Linked DNA regions of Mus musculus: all the other regions are linked to region 3. The links are chromatin contacts, called in public Hi-C and HiChIP or PLAC-seq maps. All regions are on one chromosome and are shown on one strand. The core of a region is the stretch at or near the end of the contact, and the rest is flanking DNA. Distances in the headings are between cores, read along the strand shown.

What was found. A called contact is a pair of places that touch in the nucleus more often than the background predicts. HiChIP or PLAC-seq counts read pairs in DNA pulled down with a chosen protein or histone mark.
Region 1: a contact with region 3 is called in a Hi-C map of embryonic fibroblasts, with 2.6 times the contacts expected there. The contact joins two enhancer-like sites. A contact is called at or near these places in 1 of 39 promoter capture datasets (the 3T3-L1 cell line), 1 of 15 datasets of contacts at CTCF or cohesin (the NIH/3T3 cell line), 5 of 484 Hi-C or Micro-C datasets (3T3-L1-derived adipocytes, the C2C12 cell line, bone marrow-derived macrophages and 1 more) and 2 of 115 datasets of contacts at active chromatin or transcription factors (the NIH/3T3 cell line and cardiomyocytes).
Region 2: a contact with region 3 is called in an H3K27ac HiChIP or PLAC-seq map of the NIH/3T3 cell line, with 6 times the contacts expected there. The contact joins two enhancer-like sites. A contact is called at or near these places in 1 of 15 datasets of contacts at CTCF or cohesin (the NIH/3T3 cell line), 5 of 484 Hi-C or Micro-C datasets (3T3-L1-derived adipocytes, bone marrow-derived macrophages, embryonic fibroblasts and 2 more) and 1 of 115 datasets of contacts at active chromatin or transcription factors (the NIH/3T3 cell line).

Annotation. Positions count from the first base shown.
Region 1 is chr6:117,606,042-117,608,741 of GRCm38.p6, reverse strand. No RefSeq gene overlaps it. Among named protein-coding and RNA genes, the nearest start is that of Gm9946, 48 kb to the right of the region's middle. Within about 2 kb of position 1,446, at least 28 of the 459 cell types and tissues checked have an H3K27ac peak or open chromatin away from gene starts, as enhancers often do. A contact at or near this core is called in the NIH/3T3 cell line and embryonic fibroblasts, where this site is marked.
Region 2 is chr6:117,649,327-117,652,026 of GRCm38.p6, reverse strand. No RefSeq gene overlaps it. Among named protein-coding and RNA genes, the nearest start is that of Gm9946, 91 kb to the right of the region's middle. Within about 2 kb of position 1,281, at least 9 of the 459 cell types and tissues checked have an H3K27ac peak or open chromatin away from gene starts, as enhancers often do. A contact at or near this core is called in the NIH/3T3 cell line and embryonic fibroblasts, where this site is marked.
Region 3 is chr6:117,325,717-117,328,416 of GRCm38.p6, reverse strand. No RefSeq gene overlaps it. Among named protein-coding and RNA genes, the nearest start is that of Cxcl12, 160 kb to the right of the region's middle. Within about 2 kb of position 1,361, at least 35 of the 459 cell types and tissues checked have an H3K27ac peak or open chromatin away from gene starts, as enhancers often do. A contact at or near this core is called in the NIH/3T3 cell line and embryonic fibroblasts, where this site is marked.

The DNA.
Region 1 (2,700 bases), core at 197-2,696, 280 kb before region 3:
AAAAAAAAAATGCTGTCTATACTATCTATACACAACAGAGATAGACTTTCTTCCTTATTGCTATTCTCTTAATAAATTACATTATAGTAAAACGTTATCTAACATTTGCATTGTTTTAGGCACTGTAAGCCATTTAGAGATGAGTTAGAGCATATGAGAATGTGTGCAGGCTATATACAGACAGAGCCTTATTTTATATGAGATTTCTTCTCAGTGTGTCAGTCAGCTTTCCATCACTGTAACAAAATATCTGAGGTAAGAAACTTAGGAAGAAAGGTTTATTTTGGCTCATGGATTCGGAAGTTTCAACTTCATGCTGTAATTGGTTGTTTTAATCCTGTGGCAAGCAGCATATGATAGTAGTAGCATGTGGAGGAAGAAAATTGTTCACCTCATGGCAAATACAGAGGGAGAGAGGGAGAGAGAGAGAGAGAGGAGGGGAGGAGAAGAGAGAGATTGACTTAGGGTTCAAATACCACCTTTAAGGGCACAACTCCAGTGACCTAATTCCCTTTAGTAGGTCCTGCTTGGTCACAATATGATGCGGACTAAACCTTCATAATATGCACTTTCTGGGGGACACTTATGAAAAGCCATAGTCTTTAGATTTTTGGCACCTGTAAGGGGGTCCTGGAATTAGTCACCCACGAATACCAAGGCACAGCTCTAATTGTTGCCCAAATCTTGGTGGCCATAATTCTGTTCTCTAGATTCTGCTTCCCAGCACCAGGCTCTCCTTCAGGCAATGGCTTTTCTATTGCTTCCTCCTGGGCCCATGTGATTCCCCATCCCCTGAAGGCATCCCTTCTCCTTACTCTGCCCTATGGAGAACTAGATGCCATTGACCTATTGCTCTTCTGAGACAGTGTTGGTGTGTGGGTTAGTTTTGTCAACTTGACACAAGATGGAGTAATTTGGGAAGAAGGAACCAAAATTGAGAGAATGCCACCATTAGACTATAGGCAAGGCTGTGAACATTTTTTGATAAATGCACTTCTATCATAATTATCATTACTGTTGCCACCATCATCACCTCCTCCTCTTCCTCTTCTGCCCCCTCCACCTCCTCCTCCTTACCACTCTCTTCCTTCCTCCTCCTCTTCATCTTCTTCCTCCTCCTTCTCCTCCTCTTCATCTTCTTCCTTCTCCTTCTCCACCACCTCCTCATCTTGCTCCTCATCACTCTCCTCTTTCCTCCTCCCCTCCACCTTCCTCCTTCTCCTCCTCCTCCTCCTCCATTTTCTTCATTATCATCTTTCTCTTCTCATTTGTAAGTCTGAGCTCACAGACACATCAGCCGTAGGTGGGCTTGGTGGGTGAGCATGCCCTCACCTGGTCTGATGGATCTGGTTGGGATTTGTTTGCTACAGGAAGGCCACTGTGTGCAGGGCCTTGTTTAACCCGACTTTCTCTCTTTAGAAAGAGAATTCTCATCAGATGAATCATTCCTGACATGCTCGCTGGAGCCAGAGACTTTTGGCTCCCAAGCTGTTTACTGCGGCACTGACTTTGTCCCATAAGTGTTCTTAGGAAACAACAAGGGTCAGAATTGTCATTGTTTCGGCTTTAAAAAGCTGGAGACTTGGAGATAAGCCAGGGCTGGGTAGAAGGGTGTTCCTACCCATGGGACTACTCAGTGTCACACAGATCAACACCTCCTAGACTCCTGAAGCAACTTGCCTCTGTTGCCGAGGCCTGGCTGCCTATGTATCAGATAAGACACTTGCTCTCTGATTGTCTGAGAAGCCCTTGTTACTGTCCAACAAGGCCAGGCTGCTCATTTCCACTCACAGGTGTGATGTAACCAGTATGTAGGGAGGCCTTCCTCTGAAAACCTGGCTCATTCTGATACCCCCCATCGTCATCCTCAGGCTCCTGACACGTACTTTTTAATACAGTGTGCTTGGATGGACTGGCATATATTTCTAATGTTCGACTTGTAAGTCTCTAACACTAAGAACTATGATAATAGCATCAATGCTCTACCTGCAACTTGATTCAGAGCCTGCAGAGCCAGAGAGGACCATAGATCTCATGCTTTTCCTTAGCACTTGTGTACGATTGTAGGCCAGGTTCATCATGCTCCTTACTATGTGCACCCTTGAGGGTCGGCTTTGACCTTATCTTTCCATTCTTGCACTGATGACTGGATGCCTATGGCACCCTATTGTTTGTTCCAGGGTCCAACTAGTACACAGATGATGTTTATATGTTGATGTCAGCTTGCCTCATGTGGCTAGGGCTGTACCTTGTCTGGGTGGTGTAGAGCTGGTGTTTACACAGCAACGGTGTCATCTTCCCCCCAGCTGGCTTGCTTCCATCACCTTCCATCAGATCTTGGGCGTGAAGTGCTCTCAACAGAACATGATGGACCCAGAGAGGCAGAGGAGCAGTATAGATGGGGTCAGGGTTTGGATGCGGATAGGCTGTGTGGTATCCGGTTCTGCCTTTGCAGGCTGTGTGATGTTATAGCATGGCTCCAAGGGTTTCCGTCCTGTACACGTTTTGCTTGTTTCTAACCTTGGATAGGGATCCTTTGTTCCTTACTCCCCTTTCTTAGATACAGTCTCCAGGACATCACAGGCCATGGAGTTTGTCCTTCTGTCTTACACAGAAGTACATTCTGAGGCAGCTCTGTGGAGCCATGAGAACCTCTTCAGTTGTTCATAAGTCTTTGTAAGCAGCCCCTTTTTAAACTTA
Region 2 (2,700 bases), core at 32-2,531, 320 kb before region 3:
GTGTGTAGTTGCTCAGGGAGCTCACTGACTTTGCAAGGAGGAAAGAAGACAAAGGCACAGCCAGTTTTCCTGTGGATAAATCAAAACAAGGACAGTTTGAGAGCCAAGGAGGGAGAAACATCATTTCAACCTCTGGCTCCTTTGTCCTCCTTGGCTCTCTGGCATTGGCTTCATAGTGCAGTTAGGGCTGAGACACAGGAGGTATGGAGACTCCTGTCATGTTGTTGTTCCCTTCAACCAGGGGAAAGGCTGGCTCCAGCCAGTGGAAGAACAGATGCACTCTGCTGAGAAATTCATACGTTTGTTTTAACCCTTCCGTTAAAGATGTGTGAGAGATGTTCACAGCTCATGGTGGGCAGCTCCAGCATGCTGCCTTCCCAAGTGGATCGGACGGGATTGGCATTTTGTACTGGACCCTTCCCCAGGGTTTATGTCACTTACTGTCACTTACTGCTGTCCTGCCAGGTGACTCATCCTACCACCCGTGCTTCTTGGATGAACAATCAGGTACAGAGTAAGATTTTGTCCAGAGTGACATGGTTGGGAGTCGGGACTCAAACCCAGGAGTCTAGACTTCCCGCCCTCAGCTCTATCACTGTATGACCAGGGTTGATCCCATACTGAGCTACATGAAGGTGCACTGGTCACTGACACCATTGTTAAGTGTATTTATGTCACCATGGCCTTGTAATTAAGAGACTGATTTGGTACCATCAAATGTGTCTCCTTGGTCCTCTTTGGCTTTGATGTGTTCATTGTAATTCCAATAAAAATCTGGTGGCTCTGGGGCCTCACCATGAGGCTTGAGGGTTTTAGGTTCTGTGTGTCTGTTTTACTGTTGTGAACAGTATGGGGGTACGGGGGAATAGGGGAGGTGGACCCAGGCCACAGATGAGCCTTTCTCTAAGGTGGTTGGGTGTGTTTTCTTGTAAACTACACCTGCAAAATAGTAAGATTGAATAATCTAAAAATTCACAATAATACAGCTTTACAATCTCACCAGTAATATTCTTGCCACAAGAGAATTATGTTGATTTGATAAAATGAGATAAATATGACCCATGCTTGGTCTTTTGTTTTCTTTTGTCCTTTTCTTTCTTTCTTTTTTTCTTTGTTTGCCTAAAGAAAAACCCCAAACAACAACAAAATCAACAAACAGCCAGAATCAGTACATCTGGCTCAGCATACATAGTTCAGAAGCTGATAGAGCGAGCGGATACTCAGTAAATGATAGCAGCTGTAAAGGAGAACTCACTCATCTGGCTCACCTCTCATCCCAGGCTAAGCCTGCTTGAGTAATTCCTCACTTGAAAGGAGTTAGAAAGAGTTCTGACTAATACACACCACAATAAACCATAAAACCCAAGGACTTTAGTAAAAGCCCGACTTTCCCACATGTCTTCACATAATAAATGCTCCCAAGTCAGTGAGAGCTCGAGCAAGAGCAAGAGCAAGAGGGAGAGCGCAAGAGACAGAGAGCAGACCCCTGCCCCTCCTAGAGCTCCCAAGACTTTCCCCAGCTTGGATGCCTGGGGCCTCTGAACTGCTAGATGTCTGACTACTGACCATCCCTTTCCAGCTCTGGTCTTTAACCAGAACCTGGGAGCTCAGCCACAGCCCAACCTTGGTCCTACTGAGAAAAGCTGTACCTTTTTTAAACCCCAAATTAAGGTCTTTTAGTTTTTCCTTAGTTTTCTTCTGCAGGACATAATCATCAGCAATAAAACACGCTTTTACGTTGTCCCCAGCTAGACACCAGCCAACAGTTCTTACCTAGGAGAGACCAGGGGACTCCTGTAAGGATCAGCACATCAAAAGTAGATTCTCTCGTTATTAAAGAGTATTTCAAGTACAAATCAAGGGCCTGTTTCATACGTGTCATCAGATTGTTGCAGATAGACCAGACCCACTGGTCATATTTTTTTCTTGTGTTCTCCTAAGAATGAGAGCTTTCAGCTAATTATGTGAGGCTGATTTTTCCTCATTCTTCTAAGCAAAAGGGAGGGAATAAAATAAGGAAAGGAAAAGGAGAGAAGGAGGAAGAAATAGGAAGCAGGAGGGAGGAGGAGGGGAAGGAAGACAGATGGTGGTGGTTTGTGGGAAATTCCAATGATGGCATCTCCATCTTTGGCAGTAGGGTGGACTAACTATCTGAATAAATTACACCAAGATACAATACCTAAATATGTGGAATCTTCCATGCACCGTGGTGCACATTATAACCCCAGCACTTGGAGGATGACTCCCAAGTTCAAGGCCAGGTATACATAGTGAATTCTGCACAGCTACATAGATTCTGTCTTAAAACCTACTCAAAAATGAATAAATGCAAAATTCTGTATAAAACACATTAAGAATATTTTAAATGTATTGTCAGTGACACACGGAAGCAGAGCATGTCCTCAGAGGATACATCGTGAGTCTGGTCACATCAGGAGAAGCAAGCAGGCTGTATCCACTGCTTGACCTGGAATAGGTGAGGACTGGCACTCAGCATCCTTCCTCAAGTGCAGGACCTACACTTTGGATTTTTATGGACTTCACAGTAGGCTGTAGAAAGATCTTAGGGTCTCGTTAGAAAGCACCAGATAAAGCTGGGATTTGGAAAGAGGAACTTCAGAAAGAGCCTAGAAGATGCCCAAGGCCCACAGCAGCATTCCTCAATTGACCCTTGGATGGAAGTGTCCTGTGTTTGCTGTT
Region 3 (2,700 bases), core at 112-2,611:
GTTTAATGAGGACCCAAAATATATTAGGAAATGAGATTTATTTTAATTTTTAAAAATTGAATAATGTTTTTAGAGACAAGGTGTCATTAGGGAGCTCTGCCTAGCCTGCAAGCCACAATGCAGAATGGACTGGCTTCAAACTCAGCAATTGTCCTGCCTCAGCCTCCTAGTGCTGGGCTGGAAAGTGTGGGCCACCATGCCAAGCAAGTCAAGGTCTTTAAGGAAATAATTAAATTAAAATGGGGACCTTGGTGTCAGTACTAATCAAGCATAAGGAGATGATATTAGGACACAGACACTCAGGGGAGGTCATGTGACAACGCAGGTTGAAGATGCCATCATCTTCAGCCACAGAGAGAGGCCTCGGGAGGAAGAAGTCACACTCACACCCTGATCTTGGGTCTCCAGCCCCCAGAAGGCAAGTCATCAACTTCTCTTACGTCACCTGGAACTTCTTAAATGTCTTCCACTCACAAACACTTCCTGCATGAAATCTTTACACAACCCTGGGTATATGGACATAAAAATAGAGTGCACAACTCTAATAAACCACAAAGATGTTTATTTCCAAACAATTCCTTGGTGCACGTCTACGTTTCCCACTTGTTAATGACGAAGGCACGTTTGTGTACTACGAATGAATGGATGTGCACACTCAGAAAAGGGATGAATGGACTGTTCCCTTCCAAGTTCAAACTAAGGCCTGTGCCGGCAGGCAGCCTCCCTCAGGCAGATGTGTGCCTCATGGCTCACGCGCCTCAGAAGCAGCTGATGCCTGGAGCTGGCTTAGCTCTCCTCTTGAGAGTCAGTCAGTCATTTGAATTAGTGTCCTGTCAAATGCCCTCGGCTTTGTCTTTCCCATGACCCCATAAAGTGGGTGCTGTCAGTCTCTCAGGGGCCCGGCTCCTTCCCCTTCTGTCAGAGCTCTGGGAAGTCCATGGCTGCTGTCCGGAGGAAAGGATATTCTTAGTTCTGACTAAGGCACTGAGAACTCTCAAACAAGAGCCGATGGTGTTCTAATGAGGAGCAGATGAAGGGCACAAACGCCTAAGCCAAAAATCCGGGAAAGCTGAGAAAAGAAAATACCAATATTGCCAAATCCTTCTGAGCTCCAAGTTTGTAAGCATGATCAGTCTGCTTGCTGGACTCTTGCAATGAAGCCTACGGAGGAGTTCAGAATCACGCAGACTCGAAAGAAATAAATTTAATCAAGAAACCACTAATCTCAGATAGGTTCGCCAAAAGGGATGTCTTAATTAGCCCACACTTTAAGAAAATCTTCTGCAACAACCAAAACCCATGACTAATTACCATGTGTGGCTGGGTGGGGCAAAAATACAAGGCAGCTAGAAGCCAGTGGAGAGTGTGATGTCTTTGTTCCCATTGTCACAGGTCATTCCTTTGCTGTGAGGGCTCTGAGCTGTGTCCTATGAGCTAAAAGAAAACGCAGAAAGCTCCATTCTCTTCATTTGCGGATCCTCGCACGGCCTCCAGTACTTGATAGGTGTGTGTGTGTGTGTGTGTGTGTGTGTGTGTGTGTGTGTGAAAGAGTTAAACACTGTCATGAGAAAAACGGATGACTAAACCCAACAAGCTCTGTGCGGTTTCTTCTCTCCTTCCTTCACAGGACAAACAGTGAGAGACGATGCACATAGATCCCTATAATGTGACCCCAAAATCTCCATGTATCCAGCAGTAACACTGGCTTCCGTCAAATGACAGAGGAGAAAATAGATGGCCAAAATCCCAGGCCGCCTCTTCCTTCAAACCCAGCCTAAGTCTATCTCTGGCTTAAGTTTGAGAGCAAAAGCCAGGGCTTGCAGAGTGCTAATGGCAGGAGGGGGCAGTTGCCATCCAACATGTTAATTAAAGACAGAGTTAGCTGTGAAAAGGAGAGAAAGGAGGAACTGATAAAGGGAGCCCCAAGACTGTCTTCAAGGCACTGACATGCATTTTAGGTTAAAGTGGAAGAATGGGGTAGAGGCAAGAGATCTGCAAAGTTAAGCAGTCTGATCCAGGTGTAGTCTGGTTGGTCCTCACTCAGCTCTGCTTCTGCATCGTACTCTGAATTAGTCATTGTCATCATTTGAGGAGAGCAATCTGGTTCTCATGAAGTGGTCACTTCTGCTCCAGGGTCCAGGCTTACCATAGCAGACAATGGCTCTCATGTCTGTTTAGTGGTAGTTTAGTCCTTAGTCATAAGGTGTTTATTGATCAACCCTATTTTTCCCAGGATCTAAAGTGTCTGGAAATCTCTAGACAGCTTTAAATATTGTTAGGGGATCTGGAACGGGGTGGGGGAGGTACTCTATAATAAGATAACCATGGAGACAGATACAAATGAAGGAGAGAGGTCAGGTTTTTTCCTAATCCCAATTACCTTGTGGGACCAAAGAAGGAGACGGTGCTTTTTAGCCAAAACACTTCCTAAGTCCCTGCTGTACCACTCCCTCAATTCCCAGACTTTGAATTCTAGAATTTCCCCCCAGTAATTATAAACTTTGGCTTAAAATGAAATACATTCTTTAAGAAAATATTCTTTAAGCATCTCTGAATGTTCCAGATCCCCCCCTCTCTCAAATAAAAATTAAATTTACTAGGAAAGCGCACAAAATTAAAGGTAAGCAGATAGCTGCATATACTTTGGGATATTCACTTAAATTTACCCTGACTTATGTCTTTACTTACTATTCTTATAAA